2 separate regions of the Mus musculus genome follow, and region 2 is linked to region 1. The links are chromatin contacts, called in public promoter capture Hi-C maps. All regions are on one chromosome and are shown on one strand. The core of a region is the stretch at or near the end of the contact, and the rest is flanking DNA. Distances in the headings are between cores, read along the strand shown.

Region 1 (7,413 bases), core at 1,563-4,062:
TTAAATGCTTGTGCTCACTGCCCAGAGTCTTTTGGGAAAACAATGTCCCCTGGCCAGCTCACCAAGCTGACTTCTAAGATTTCAACAAGCCCCCTGCTCTTCTGCTCTCATTACCCTGTGCTCACATGCACACACTGTTCCATTTGAATTCTTTCCCCCACCTCAGCCTTTCCTATAATCTTCTTGGGAGACACCTCCCCTGGGGGACATTCCTTGAGCTTCTCCAGTCTGTCTTCGAGAGGGAGTTAGTGTCCCTTCCTCAGAGACTCCACGATCTTGTGCAGTGAGCTTCTATGAATGATGGAACAAAATCAATCAACTTAAAAAAGGGATATGGGCTACTTCTGTCTCCAGGACATCAGAGACCAAAATCAACTCCCTCCTTTACAAGCATCTGTACCAATACCATGTGTTAGCTCTTGGTCCTTTTTCTCCAGGCTAAAATCTGAACTTTTTCAAATATGCCTCGGAACTTGGTAGTCATAGCCCAGGTTCCCTAGTTCTTTCTAGTTCCCTAACACTGTTTCAAAGCAAACAGTGAAATCTGAGCTCTTAAAGATGTTTTCCACTAAATCACGCTTAGTCACCATGGAAAATAACACTGTACTGACACCTGACAAGAGCCAGCAGCTCAGACAACTGTTATATGAACTAAACCACTTTAGCAAGGCTAGCATGTCCGGACCATGGAGAGAAATAATTATTTTACCTTAGACAAAAACCAAACCAAAAACCAAGACCTCCCTGACTCAAAATGTCATAGAGCTGAACACAGTGGTACTCATAAGGTAGAGACAGGCAGATCTCTCTGAGGTCAGGGACATCTAGGTCTTCATAAGATGGCAGGCAGGATACAGATGTCCAGCTGAACTACAGTGTCAATGGAAAGGTTTCGTTTTTAACTTTTAAACCAAATTAAAACAAAAGAATTCTCCCAATGTGTGTGTGTGTGTACACGGACACATGGATGTATGTGCAAGCATGTGGAATCTGAGGTCAACCTGCAGCGTCTTGCCTCAGGAACTGTCCACCCTGTCTCTCATTGGAATGTGAAACTTACCCATTAGGCTACAGTGGCCAGCAAGGAACTTGTAGGGATCCACCCACCTCCACCTCCCCAGCCCTGAGATTATCAGCACACACGGGTGCTTATTTATACAGGTGCTGGGGTTTAAACTCATGCCCTCATGCTTTTGTGGCAAGCAGTTACCAAAGTACCTTGAAAAATCCCCAAAGTATCTTGATTAAATCAGAATGGCCTTTCCAGAACCAACAACAATGAAGGAGACCCTAACACTTTGGAGGCCTGAAATATATGTTAACTATTAACACAGAGGGCTGGGCACCTCCAGGGCAGAGAAGAGGTTTGGTGCTCAAAACCATTACTAGGTCTTTTTCACTTCAACTGCCATTCCAAAAGTAGGACCAGCATCTCACACAGCACAGGCACAAGGTATCTCTTTGACACAAAACACCCATTCCTCCCCAAGGTGCTCTCCAGTTGATTTTTTTTTTTTTGAGACAGGGTTTCTCTGTGTAGCCCTGGCTGTCCTGGAACTCACTCTGTAGACCAGGCTGGCCTCGAACTCAAGAGATCCACCTGCTTCTGCCTCCCAAGTATTGGGATTAAAAGCATGCACCGCCATGCCTGGCTTCACTTGACTTATTGTATCTTATTGTCTGCAAGCTCAGCGTCTGTCCCACTACTCCCACGTTGCCACACAGCACTCCCTGTGCCACACACACAGAGTGGAAAGGCATCCATCCCCTTCTTGGAAGTCAACTGATCTGTCTGTCTTCAAACCCAGCTTTGATACATATTCCCCTTGTCATGCCCAGCTTTGATACATATTCCCCTTGTCATACCCAGCTTGATTCATACTCTGCAAAATGGGAATACTTTCTTCTAAGGATTACTGTAAACGAAATGCATTACTACATGATACTCAAGCCACAGGCCAAATATTAGCTCATTTCCATTCTTCTTATTCCATGTTAGAGAGCCTAGGTAGGTTCCACTAAGAAAGCTACCATTTATTTGACATGTGATCCTAAAAGCATGACTCATACCCTGCTCTCCAAATCCTTCAAATTGGGAACTGAAATCAATACTAAGAAATTGCGATCATCTTAAGAAATAATCATTATTTAAAAAACGATGACTCAACTTCACATCCTGATATGTATATATGAGGGAGGTAAGGGTTCACCCGTTGTCAATAACAACCATTAGAAATGAAGGTGGAAAAAAGACAGCAGCTAAAAAGCGGCAGCTAAATTGTTAGCTAACCTTTCCTTGGTAGTGGGTTGTGGTTCAACGGTGTATTAAGAAATGCAAACCCATCCTCCAAAGGGCCTTGAACAGGGAAGGAGTGATCAGACAAATGGGAGGACTGGGTCCTAAGCGGCTACGCGCCTTTACCCCCAAAGGCTGATGTCAGCTCCGGAGTCCCCCCAGGTGGCCCTGCTCGTCTCCAGAGACCACAAGGCCGCTCCGCCCGAGCCAGATCAAGGTCCAGAACCCCGAAGAGGGCCGCCAAGCCCAGACCGCCCCCACTGCGGCCCCCGCCAGCAGCCGCTCCCTCCCAGGGTCCCCGCGCCCCCTAGCTTCCCGCAGTGCTTCCCAGCTACTCACCCGCCACCAGAAAGAACAGGAGAACGACCAGCACAGCCATGGTGCCACGGTTGCTGAAGCGGAGATGAGCCACACGAAAAGGGACGCCGGGACTCAAGCGAGCACTGCAGCTCGACCGAGTGACGCGCTCCCGACGGTTCCGATCCCCAAGCCCCTCCCCTTTAGCCGCTCCAAGACAAGGTCTCAGCCAATCGCCAACTACGCCGCTACACGAGCGAGACGTAGCCTGGTCGACGTCAGCAATTGGGGCGGAGGCGAACGTGATGAATGGCATGCTCTGCCAATAGGAGTCAAGAGTTTTAAGAACAGGGCGGTTCTGTCCCGCCGGCCCACAACGACCGGTCACGAGATGAAGGGTAGGGCCCGCGGTTAGAGCAGGTGGCCCCACTGGTTGCAGGTTCTCGAAAGCCCACAGTGAGGCTTACTCCCGGGTGTGGACTCTTTGTCCAACCTCCGGTGACGATTTTCAACCCAGGCTTCGGTCTTTCCCGGTCTTGCACCTCCCGCCCGCTGCGACTGACAGATGGAAAGCGCTGGGCTAGCTCAGGTTTTGCTCTCTGGAGTACACAGACGCTGAGTACCTGAGGGAAGGAAGCCTGGCGCCTAGGGGAACCCCTGTCCATCTAGAAGAGATGCTACTTAAAATATAGGACTCCCGCTTGAATCTGAGTTGCAAAGAGTGATTTTTAGTGTGTCTAAAATATTTGTTTTACTTATTTTTATATATACGAAGTATCCATTGTCTGAAAGTGAAATATAACAGGGTATCCTGTTTTTTGATTTACTGTATTGAACAACTCTGCCTCCAAACACTGCGTACACAAGGAGTGATCCGATAGAATATTAATTATTTCGTTCTGAAATAATTAATATTTTCTAATCTGAATAAGGAGTTCAGGGAGGCTATGTGACGGCTAGACACACTAATTAGACCAAAATCATCCCTTGGCTCATAGCCTCTTACCTATGATGTAAGGCAAGAAGTGACATTGCCCATAATCTGTGGTTAGAAAACAACTTCTCAGTTGATGACCTTGAAAGATGAATATGATTTTAATATGTAAGTGGAGGATGTGGAAAGTGTAAAGAAAGAGTATAGCATATATGGTAGGGAAATGCCTCTTCCGATGAACTTTTAAATGTTTAGTTGGACAAAAGAGATTTTATAGGATAGAAGGATAGAGCTAAAATTTTAGTTCCTTCCTTCCTTCCTTCCTTCCTTCCTTCCTTCCTTCCTTCCTTTATCGTTTGGGGATGGAACTCCAGATCTGTGCACAATCTAGGCAAGTGCTCTACCACTGAGCCATACCTCAGGAAAATAATTTCTTTTAAAAGACCTTGACTTGTACACAGAAGAACTACAATTCATTAAGTACAAGTGGAGGAACCATTGGAAATGGCTGGACAGTGTTCAGTACACAGACGTAAGATAGGTGCCCTTGAGGGGAGATGGCTGTTTTATTCTTGGAACTGACTACGGGAGAACAAAGCGTTGCAGCACCTCCAGCAGTTAGTTCTCCAGGTGAAACTTAGCCAGCCCCAGAACTGGAATCAACCCCTGCCCCCTTACTCAGAAGGCAGTTTCTAGAAATCGCTATGTTTACCAAAGCCACTCAATTTATAAAGCATTCTGGACTTCCTCACTCAACCTCAGAAAGCTCTTAACTCTCAATTTTGTGTTTTTGTCCAACAGAGAATTTGCACACGTGTCTTTAAAGGACTATGAAGGGCTGGTTGTCTTTCTATTAGGAATGTAAAATTATTATATTAGAACCAAAATGTCTAAGGCAGCTAATTTCAAAAGCATAAGCTGTGCCAGGATTACCACAAACATTTTAAAAATTTTTAAAAATTCTTTTTCAAGGGCCAAGGAGTTGGCTCAACTGGTGAAGACACTAGCTGTGTAACACTGAAGATGCAAGTTAGATCCCTGAACCAATCTGGATTTGGTGCTGTGCATCTCAGCACTCCTGGGTTGAAATGGGAGGCAGAGATGACAGAATGGTCTGGAAGTTCCAGGACCCACTAGCCTGGAGTACACAACATAGCAGCAGAAACCAGAGAGACCATGCCCCACAAGGTGGGAAGGTAGACCCAACCCCTGGAAGTTATCATCTATCACACAAGCGCGCGCGCACACACACACACACACACACCACAACATAAGTAGAGAAATAAAAGAGAATTTAACATAAGGTCACTTCTGTGCACACCAACTAAAATTCCATGCTGATCCATTTTGTTGCCTGTTGGAGAACAGGTTTGAGCCAGTATCCCTGCAAGAATGTGTCTAAATGAATCTCATTTAGGGATATAGTCAGTGTCTTAGTCAGGGTTTCTATTCCTGCACAAACATCATGACCAAGAAGCAAGTTGGGGAGGAAAGGGTTTATTCGGCTTACACTTCCATACTGCTGTTCATCACCAAGGAAGCCAGGACTGGAACTCAAGCAGGTCAGGAAGCAGGAGCTGATGCAGAGGCCATGGAGGGATGTTCTTTACTGGCTTGCCTCCCCTGGCTTGCTCAGCCTGCTCTCTTATGGAACCCAAGACTACCAGCCCAGAGATGGTCCCACCCACAAAGGGCCTTTCCCCCTTGATCACTAATTGAGAAAATGCCTTAGAGTTGGATCTCATGGAGGCATTTCCTCAACTGAAGCTCCTTTCTCTGTGATAACCCCAGCTGTGTCAAGTTGACACAAAACTAGCCAGTACAATTGACCCCTTGTCAACTTGACACACAAACACATCACTAGTAAGCCTCAACCCTTAATTTCTTATTCACCCCCAAGATCTAAACAACATTAAAAGTCCCACAGTCTTTAATATTAAAAGTCAATCCCTTTAAAATGTCCAATATCTTCTAAAATCCAAAGTCTTTTTACAATTAAAAGTCTCTTAACTGTGGGCTCCACTAAAACAGTTTCTTCCTTCAAGAGGGAAAATATCAGGGCACAGTCACAATCAAAAGCAAAAGTCAATCTCCAACCGTCCAATGTCTGGGATCCAACTCACGATCTTCTGGGCTCCTCCAAGGGCTTGGGTCACTTCTCCAGCCATGCCCTTTGTAGCACACGCGTCATCCTCTAGGCTCCAGATGCCTGTAATCCACTGCTGCTGCTGCTCTTGGTGGTCATCTCATGGTACTGGCATCTCCAAAACACTGCATGACCCCTTCAGTCCTGGGCCATCAATTGCAACTGAGGCTGCACTTTCACCAATGGCCTTCCATGGCCTCTCACAGTGCCAAGCCTCAGCTGCTCTGCTCAACTCCTTCATGCCTTCAAAACCAGTACCACCTGGGTGACCCTTACACATTACCAAGTCCAGCCACAGCACAATGTACAACTTTGGCTATATCTGGAACACAGCCACTGTGCTCTCAGAAAACACTTCCCAGAAAATGTCACCTCAATGATGCTGGTCTCTTCTTAATCACCGCTAATTTCTTAGCTCCAGCTAACCAGCATCAATAGTCCCAGTAATGCAAAGTTTTTGCTTTAGTAGTTCTGGTATCTTGTTAATCACAGCTGATTCTTCAGCCCCAGCTAACCAGAACTACAGAATCTTCACAATCAAAACAGGAATGGCCCTGAAAAGAGTCTTTAATTTTCCCTCTGAAATTTCACAAGCCAGGCCTCCATCTTCTGCACTGTTCTCAACATTATCTTCCAAGCTCCTACAAAACATCTGACAGAGCTCTTAACAACGAATGGATCTTCAAGCCCAAAATTCCAAAGTCCTTCCACAGACCTCCCCAAAACATGGTCAGGTTGTCACAGGAATACCCCACTCTGCTGGTACCAGTTTGTCTTAGTCAGGGTTTCTATTCCTGCACAAACATCATGACCAAGAAGCAAGTTGGGGAGGAAAGGGTTTATTCGGCTTACACTTCCATACTGCTGTTCATCACCAAGGAAGCCAGGACTGGAACTCAAGCAGGTCAGGAAGCAGGAGCTGATGCAGAGGCCATGGAGGGATGTTCTTTACTGGCTTGCCTCCCCTGGCTTGCTCAGCCTGCTCTCTTATGGAACCCAAGACTACCAGCCCAGAGATGGTCCCACCCACAAAGGGCCTTTCCCCCTTGATCACTAATTGAGAAAATGCCTTAGAGTTGGATCTCATGGAGGCATTTCCTCAACTGAAGCTCCTTTCTCTGTGATAACCCCAGCTGTGTCAAGTTGACACAAAACTAGCCAGTACAGTCAGGTAAAGTGGAACCAAGCTCCCACAAATTCAAGGGGAAGAAACATACAGCCGTTTCTGCTCTTAAAAAAATCCTAGGGCATCCTGATTCATTTTAATTTGAGAAATAGTAAAAACATATAAGCAGATTAGAATATAAAATAAGACTCTCTTGTTAACTTCATGCCTATTCTCTGTCTTGAGAAATACCTTTTTTCTTTTGACTTGTGAGTCTTTTACATCAAAGGCTTCCTTTCAGCTGAGGTATCAAAGAGGCGTTAGCATTCAGCAGGATAAACACTGTTCTAGCAAGCCTCCTCTTTGTAGCCTAGATGGAGAAGCTGAAACCTAGGGGAAGGCAAATGTCCTCAAGGGCACAGAGACTCATCAGCATTTCTGCTTTATGAACACAGCCCTCTGGTTCGATCTTTAGTGAAGAACCGGTGACGTGCAGTTCACCTTTCTATGGAAACGGTTACAGGTGGGAATGTGGCAGAGCAATGTGTGCAGTGAGGACCAAAGTAGTATCTTACAAGAAACCTTCCATCACAAGCCCTCATCTGAGGCCAGGGAGAGCATAGACCAGGCCTCCA
Region 2 (7,413 bases), core at 2,119-4,618, 1.1 Mb before region 1:
CTAGTTTTTAATTCCAACATTGATTATATCCAGAAATCCAGAAGTAAACCCCATTCCAGATGAACAAAATACTCAGACAAGATCCTGAATAAAGATAAACTCCAGAACCTATGGTCATTACAAGGTCATCAGTAATCTCCCATTCCAAATAATGCTAAACTCTCACACTTCAATAAATTACATTATGTGTCAAAATTATACTTGGTATGCTTGATGGCTAGAGTACCCTAACGTGTCCTCTAATATCTGTGGTTTTCCAGGGTTTGTTTATTTGATATAGGTTTCCAACCCAGCATAAATGCAGGCGTGGGTTTTACTTTCTTAAAAATGTATTTTTATTTTATGTGCCTGAGTGTTTTGCTTGCATGTATGCCCATGCATTGTGTGCATCAATGCCTGCAGACTTCAGAAGAGAGTATCAGCTTCCTTGGGACTAGAGTTACAGACAGTTGTGAATTCCTGAATGGCTGCTGAGATTCACTTAACCTTGGCTTCTCTGAAAGACCAACCAGGGCTCTTAACTACCTAGGCACCTCTCCAGCTCTGGTGTTTCCTTTTAAGTCTTCCCTGTGAATAAGTGAGAAATCCCAGTCAAGCTCTCTTCTTTTTCACCTTACTTACTTTTTTTCAGGTGAGAATAACAGAAAAGTTACTAGGTTCTGGTCAAACAACAATCCTGATTTCTATCTTCCAAAGTTGCAGTTATAATTACCAACTTAATAAATTATATTTATTGATTTTTAAAGGCACATGATTTCTCTATTTTCACCATTGACTTTTGGGGCACCATATTTTGCACACTTTTATGATTTATAGGAGAGTTTCTTAATCTTTTGTTAACCATCTTCTCTCTTTTGATGATGAACATAAAAAGGTTTTTCCACAGAGCATCTTCTGATCTCTGCCCTTTCAGGATTGTATTCTCTACCCCACTTCAGCATCTTGGTCTTATTATTTTCTGCATCTTGAATTGCTTTAAAATTACATTGGATTTTATTAAAAATGAGGATCATTTCATAATACATTATCATTCTGAAACAACTTTTAAGCCAATCTCTTACCTAAATACTTAAAAATTTTCTGCATTCAAGTACTGAGACCCTTTATCAAGGTCTGCCACTATCTTCACTTTATTTCTTTACAATTTTTATTCAGAAACTGCATCATATGTTTCAGAGTGCCTTTATGGATAGGAGTTGTAGATACTCTTAATATCAAACCTTAATCTGTAACCTTGCTGATTTCAAAATTAGGCAAATAACAATTGAAATGAACCAGTTCACTTATTAAGAAAAATCCCCAGCCGGGATGTGGTGGTGCACCCTTTAATCCCAGCACTCGGGAGGCAGAGGCAGGCGGATTTCTGAGTTCAAGGCCAGCCTGGTCTACAGTGTGAGTTCCAAAACAGCCAGAGCTACACAGAGAAACCCTGCCTCAAAGAAAGAAAGAAAGAAAGAAAGAAAGAAAGAAAGAAAGAAAGAAAGAAAGAAAGAAAGAAAGAAAGAAAGAAAGAAAGAAAGAAAGGAAGGAAGGAAGGAAGGAAGGAAGGAAGGAAAAGAGGAGGGGAGGGGAGGAAAGGAAAGGAAAGGAAAGGAAAGGAAAGGAAAGGAAAGGAAAGGAAAGGAAAGGAAAGGAAAGGACAGGACAGGACAGGACAGGACAGGACAGGAAGAAAGAAAGGTCCCCTTCTGTTCAAAAGAAATGTTGGTTTTACTGAAGGGCCAAAGCTTTTTTTAAGAGATGAAGCTTCTTTTATGCAAAGCTTCCAGTAGCCTCTGCCTCATAGAGATAATGCATTCCATGCTGAAAGCAGCAGAGGTTCCTCTATGAATATCAGTAGCAACTATTCCCTAATGAAAGAAGAGCAGAATACTATTACTTAGATGTTAGGTGATGGTGAGTCTCTATAAAACAAATAACAACTCACTCCCCATCTTCAGCTTCCCAAATTCATGCCCCATTCAGTAACAGCCTTTGATTCAAAAGCTACTAGAAATTTAGTTTTAAAAATTTGTAAAATGCAATTAAACTTGAGAAGGCAAATAAAAGTGAGTCTTACAGAATTGCTTCCAAGGATATCTCTCCAAGTGTACATTCTCCTCAGCAGAATGTCTGTGTACACACTGTGCTAATTTGACAAATGAGAAAACTTGTACAACTCTAGCAGTTACTTGTGGCTATTTAAACACTTCTTGAGCTGACTACCTTATTTAATGATCAGATTTCACAATTCAAATAGTTTAGTCCTTTTAGACACTTACAAAGTTAACCTTTAAGCTAAAACTGAGCCCCCCCCCAAAAATCATCCTTACCTGTCTGAGTAGCTTATGCTCATTGACTGTTTCACACTCACAGTTCTCTGATCTTCACTCTTCCAGTATCCTTAATCAGTATGAGTAGAGTCTTGCATGACACCAAGTACAGTGGGGAGAAAAAGGGAAATTAGATTGTTGAAGAAAGTCAACAGTTACAGTAAATATAACCAGTACCTCCTTAAAAAAAAAAAAACAAACACAACCCTCATTTCTCTATTTCTTTAGTGGGAGGAAGTTAGTGGGTAATACATATATTTAGTATAAATATGTACTGTATAAATAAATATATATGTAGTATACTTATGATGATTTCATGAAGTAGTTAGCTTTATTGTTGTGATTGGCTGAAGTTGCATTTCTAAGGTTTAATCACACATAGCTAATTATTTTTCTGTGAGCATAGTAAAAGGAACTTCTTTCCAGTAACTCAATAAAATACCAACATAAATTTGTCTCTAAACTTCACTACAAAATCATTTGTGAACAGCTTCTTTGCAATCCATCTTTTCTAAGAGTAGAACAAAACAAAACTTGAAGTTTTCTTATTTATACCGGCTTGCTCAAATCAAATATCACTAGGCTGGATTAAAATTCATGCTCATCAGTGGTCTCTGCTGTTTTAAGATTGAAAAAAACTGATGCCCAGAGATGCTTGCTCTCTGTGTGCTCAGAGTATATATAGGGACTAGAACCCAGTTTGGTTACTAATAAACAACTTTTCTCTACTTCTAATTGGCATGTTCTACCTCCATTTGGAGTTGTAATAATGAGTACATGAGTTAGAACATTTTATGATGGATTTTGGAGGTAGCAAATGTGTTTCAAAACAAATTAATAGTTATAGCATGTAGTCTGAACTGACCATAACCGAAGGCTAAATGTGCATTTAGCACTGACCACTGAGCAACCTGCATCCCCAGCCCAGTTCTGCCAATTCTTGTTTCCAAACCCAAGTCCACCTCATTTGCTTACCACTCGTCTAGTACGTAGATGATGAGAAGTTGGGCTTACTCAAAGATTGATCCTGAGAAGCTGGAGAGGGCAACCATCAGCAAAGCTCTGTCTTGGAGAATTGGGTTATAAGAAGGGTAGGAAAGCCTGGGTTATACAGTCGAACGATGGGCAGGAGGCTCTGTGCCCATTCCCCTGCCCGCCTCTGGCTAGAACTGTAATCAACCTTGACCTTCTGAAAATAGCTACAAACACATTAGTTATCTACAAGTTAACCTCCACAGCAATTTGTATGCTTTGTGTTAACTGATGCAGGGGATTAAAAGAACAAGGAGAGCTGCACATTCAGATGTTATCAGAAAGTCACCAGGAGTTGGAGGTGGGGGTGCCAATAAATCCACAAATTGTTTGGCAATTAACATTTTTGTCATTTAGGTGAGCTCTTCTTTAGCACAAAGGTAACTTCTGGAGAAGGAAAGGGGAAGGCACATAATTTCTCCCTACTGTCCCACTGTGTGTTCATTGTGGCCCATCTCCAGGATGTTTGCATAGCCGGCAAGCCCTTTCCTAGACCTGAGTTCCCCAAGATGGACAATTCCTTAAAATGGTGGCCATTGCTCCATTCTCAGACCATTTTGGATTTCACTATCATACATTTTCCTTAAACAGTACAGTTCACTCAAATATTTATTGGAGTTTCTACTACATTTCTAGTAGCACATGGAGGTCCCAGAAGTATAATGCTAACCACAAACTAGAGTGTCTTCAAATCCAAGGAAGATGTAGATGTGATGTGTCTGAGAAATAAAAACTTAGTGAGTTGGTAAATCACAATGGTTCATTAAAAGAACTGAAAGGGAAGAACAGAGAATGTGTGATAGATGGTGGTGGAAAATGAGGCTCGGGGAAGAAACGACTCAAGTGAGACGACTAGGTAAATACTATAAAAGATTTTCTAAGACAGTAAACAATACTCTCCAGTAGTAGAAAAAAGTAATGGCAGGAAATACTAAGCTAACAAAAATATTCCTTGTCATGGAGCTATTTCAAGAATATCAAACCAAGTTGCAAGTTCTCTAGGACATAGTGTGCCCCTTTGGACTTCGGGATCACAAATTTTCTCTGGCTCTTTGTGTTCTCATCTTTCTCCTCTTCAGAGTGCGGTTTCCTTTGTCCACATGTAAATCTCCTTATCTGATTACTTCTCAGATCATCTGCCCAAGCACTCTCCAGTACATACTCTTCTGATCCTTCTGATCTGCCTCAGGTGATGGTTTTAAATCTGGCCCCTGGAATTCCTTTGGAGTATTTTAGTAAGAGTGATCCAAAAGGAAAGCTCATTCAGTTTTGCAGCCCATGGTGAGCTGTTGTTACTACCTCTATCAACTTTGAGGGGTGGGTTTGAGGGTCACTTACCAGTTTCCCTCAAAACCAAAAGCAGGAGGACATGAGATACCTTAGACTTATCTGAACTTGTGTGTTTCAAATGGGAACTTACTTTTTGGCTCTCCAAGCTAATATCTAAATTGGCTACAACTGGACAGTTTAAAATTTGTCCATCTGACCAATCAGTAGCTCAGGGCATTGAGAGGGAAGCTATTGTGCAAGACAAGAACACGTGTCTAAATGTGTGCATATTAGAACACCATTCTTAATTTCCCTCAAAGGGGACCACAGTAAGCCTTGTTCATCAGTTCAATGCTTACACAAGCCAGTTAGCTTTAGATGTGCAGTGCAGTCCTGTTACTCAAAGCTGTGGTTTGTTCAAGTTCAGTGAACCTTCTGTTCTCTTTAGGATGTGGTATCTGGCCATAGCCTTGTTTCCAGTGCTACTGCTCTCAGGTCCTCACATTCTACTACAAGAATCTGTAGTCGTGGAAGACCCAAGTGTAACTAGAGTTTTAGGATAAAAGCGCTTTCTCCAGCAACCCTAACAGGCTGGCCTTGGCCACCCATCTTAATATGCCAACTCAAGAAGCAAATGACAAATCGTGAAAATCAGAGACAGGAGAGGTAATCATGTGCACATCAAAAAGAGGAACAGTGTCTGGTGACCCCAAATCCCTCTCAGGGTACTGATATCAGCTGTAGATTAGAGGACAAATTGAGGCAAGGAGGCAAGAGTTGTGCATAATTATACAGCCTTAGTCAAGGTGTAGCCAGTAGTTTGTGTGACTCACTGATCATTGTCTCAGTTATGGTTCAGCAAAGGTAGTCTGTAGGCTTTCTTATTGTTCAAGGGAACAGGGTGGTCCCCAGGAGATGATTGCTCACACTCTAGTCCTCACTGGTTAAATTTCATCATCTAGGTGATAGAATCCAAGGGAGTCCTGGTTTAGGATAATAACTGGATATCTTTAGGCACCTTTTAGGCATCCGGAACAGAACATGGTAAAAAGCTGACACTAAGATGCCCCCTTTAGTCCTGTCTCTGTGTCCTTGGCCTCAAAGGACAATGGAATAAGTGATAATTTGATAGACACTCCTTGAGTGATTCATATTGAAAGAAGTAGACAAAGCTAATGAGCCAGATTAAAAGAGATAGATGCAAAATGAAGGCAGACACACCAGGCTTACACTGTGCTTTTAGGTCCCTGGGGGCCTGAATGAGAAGTCAGTGGTTTTTAGGACTATCAGGGGGCTTTTCCCCTCTTTTTATGGATGTGTACGTGTGTTCATGTGTGTGCAGTTGCATGCTCATATCATGTTTCAGAACCAACCATTCTTCCCTGTGGGTACTTTGAAAGCCAAAGGTAAAGATGTAAATGAGCCAGCAATTCTTGTGTTACTGCCTGCCGTGCCTGTGCTACCTTTGAAGTGTACAAAGAAACTTATTTTCTTTCCTTAAAAGCAGGCATTTTAGAAAATAAGGCATTTGACAAGAGTCTGGGAGAAATGTGACCTATCACGAATTACCACAAGTAAACACATGCCCATATCACAACACAGCAACTGGGAATGCAAAGAGATTACGATCATGTATCAGTGCCCAGAATTCTCCATGTTTCTTTCCAAGAACAAGGTCATCTTATTTCTAGCCACTTCTTTTTAATTTCTCGATAAAATTGTTTTAAGATTAAGACTGTGTTTGTGTCCCTTTTTGTCTTTACTCAAGGAGGAGGTTATATCAATGGCCAGGGAAAGAGAATTGGGCACGAGGTGTTCTTTCCTGTACCTGTTAGTGTTTGAATTCAATTGCTCATATTGAGAACCCCCAAAATTGAAGTACTGCAGTTTATGTGAACTGCTAGAACAATTGATAACAGCCAGGCATGGCAGCACAGGTCTTTAATCCCAACACTCTGGAGGCAGAACAGATGGATCTCTCTGACTTTGAGGCCAGCCTGGTCTACACAGTTTCAGGTCAAACAAGTCTATATAATGAGACCTTGTCTCAGAAAGCAAGCAAGCGAGGGAGGGAGGGAGGGAGAGAGAGAGGGAGGGGGAAAGGGAGAGAGAGAGGAGAGGAGAGGAGAGGAGAGGAGAGGAGAGGAGAGGAGAGGAGAGGAGAGGAGAGGAGAGGAGAGGAGAGAGTTTGGGTGATGGTGGCACACCCCTTTAATCCCAAGGAGATCTCTGTGAGTTTGAGGCCAGCCTGTTCTGCTACACAAAAAAACCCTGTCTCAAAAAATACCAAAATTTGATAATAAATGACAACCACTTAACTATATTTTATATTTATGTACATATATACATACATACATACATAGAAGGTTTAAGATATATCGGAGATAAATGCTTTTATTTCTTCAACAGGACAAGCATATCATGTGTTGTAACACAACTAGGGCTTGAATTGATCCCAAGTGTTAAAGGTTGTTTATCCTGACTCACATTAGATAAGATAGCACTCATAGAATCTGTTATTTTTTATTTTATTTTAAAAGGCATTTCATATAATATATTTGTATCATATCCTTTCCCATCCTCCAAATCCTCCCTACCCAAATTCACATTCTCTCTCCCTCCTTCCCCTCCCTCTCAACTTTGTCTCTTTCTGTCTCTCTCAAAAAAAGAAAAGAAAACTAAAACAAACAAAAACTAAGTAAATAAGATAAGTAACAACAAAAAGACAAGGTACCCGTACAAAAAGCTGTTTGGGCGTTGATGCTTCTGATAAGGTGACCAAGTATCTCATATCTCCTTT

The links. Promoter capture Hi-C pulls out the DNA fragments that hold promoters and counts their contacts.
Region 2: a contact with region 1 is called in a promoter capture Hi-C map of erythroid cells, with 49 times the contacts expected there. The contact joins the promoter of Gpr82 here to the promoter of Atp6ap2 in region 1. A contact is called at or near these places in 2 of 39 promoter capture datasets (erythroid cells and liver) and 2 of 115 datasets of contacts at active chromatin or transcription factors (the 230-238 cell line and double positive thymocytes).

What each region holds. Positions count from the first base shown.
Region 1 is chrX:12,583,158-12,590,570 of GRCm38.p6, reverse strand. It overlaps Atp6ap2 (ATPase, H+ transporting, lysosomal accessory protein 2), which reads right to left and starts at 2,812. Exons shown (of 9, transcript NM_027439.4): 1 at 2,636-2,812. The coding sequence starts at 2,675.
Region 2 is chrX:13,657,318-13,664,730 of GRCm38.p6, reverse strand. It overlaps Gpr82 (G protein-coupled receptor 82), which reads right to left and starts at 3,368. Exons shown (of 4, transcript NM_175669.3): 1 at 3,288-3,368; 2 at 2,313-2,403. The region is part of intron 5 of Cask (calcium/calmodulin-dependent serine protein kinase (MAGUK family)); the gene reads left to right.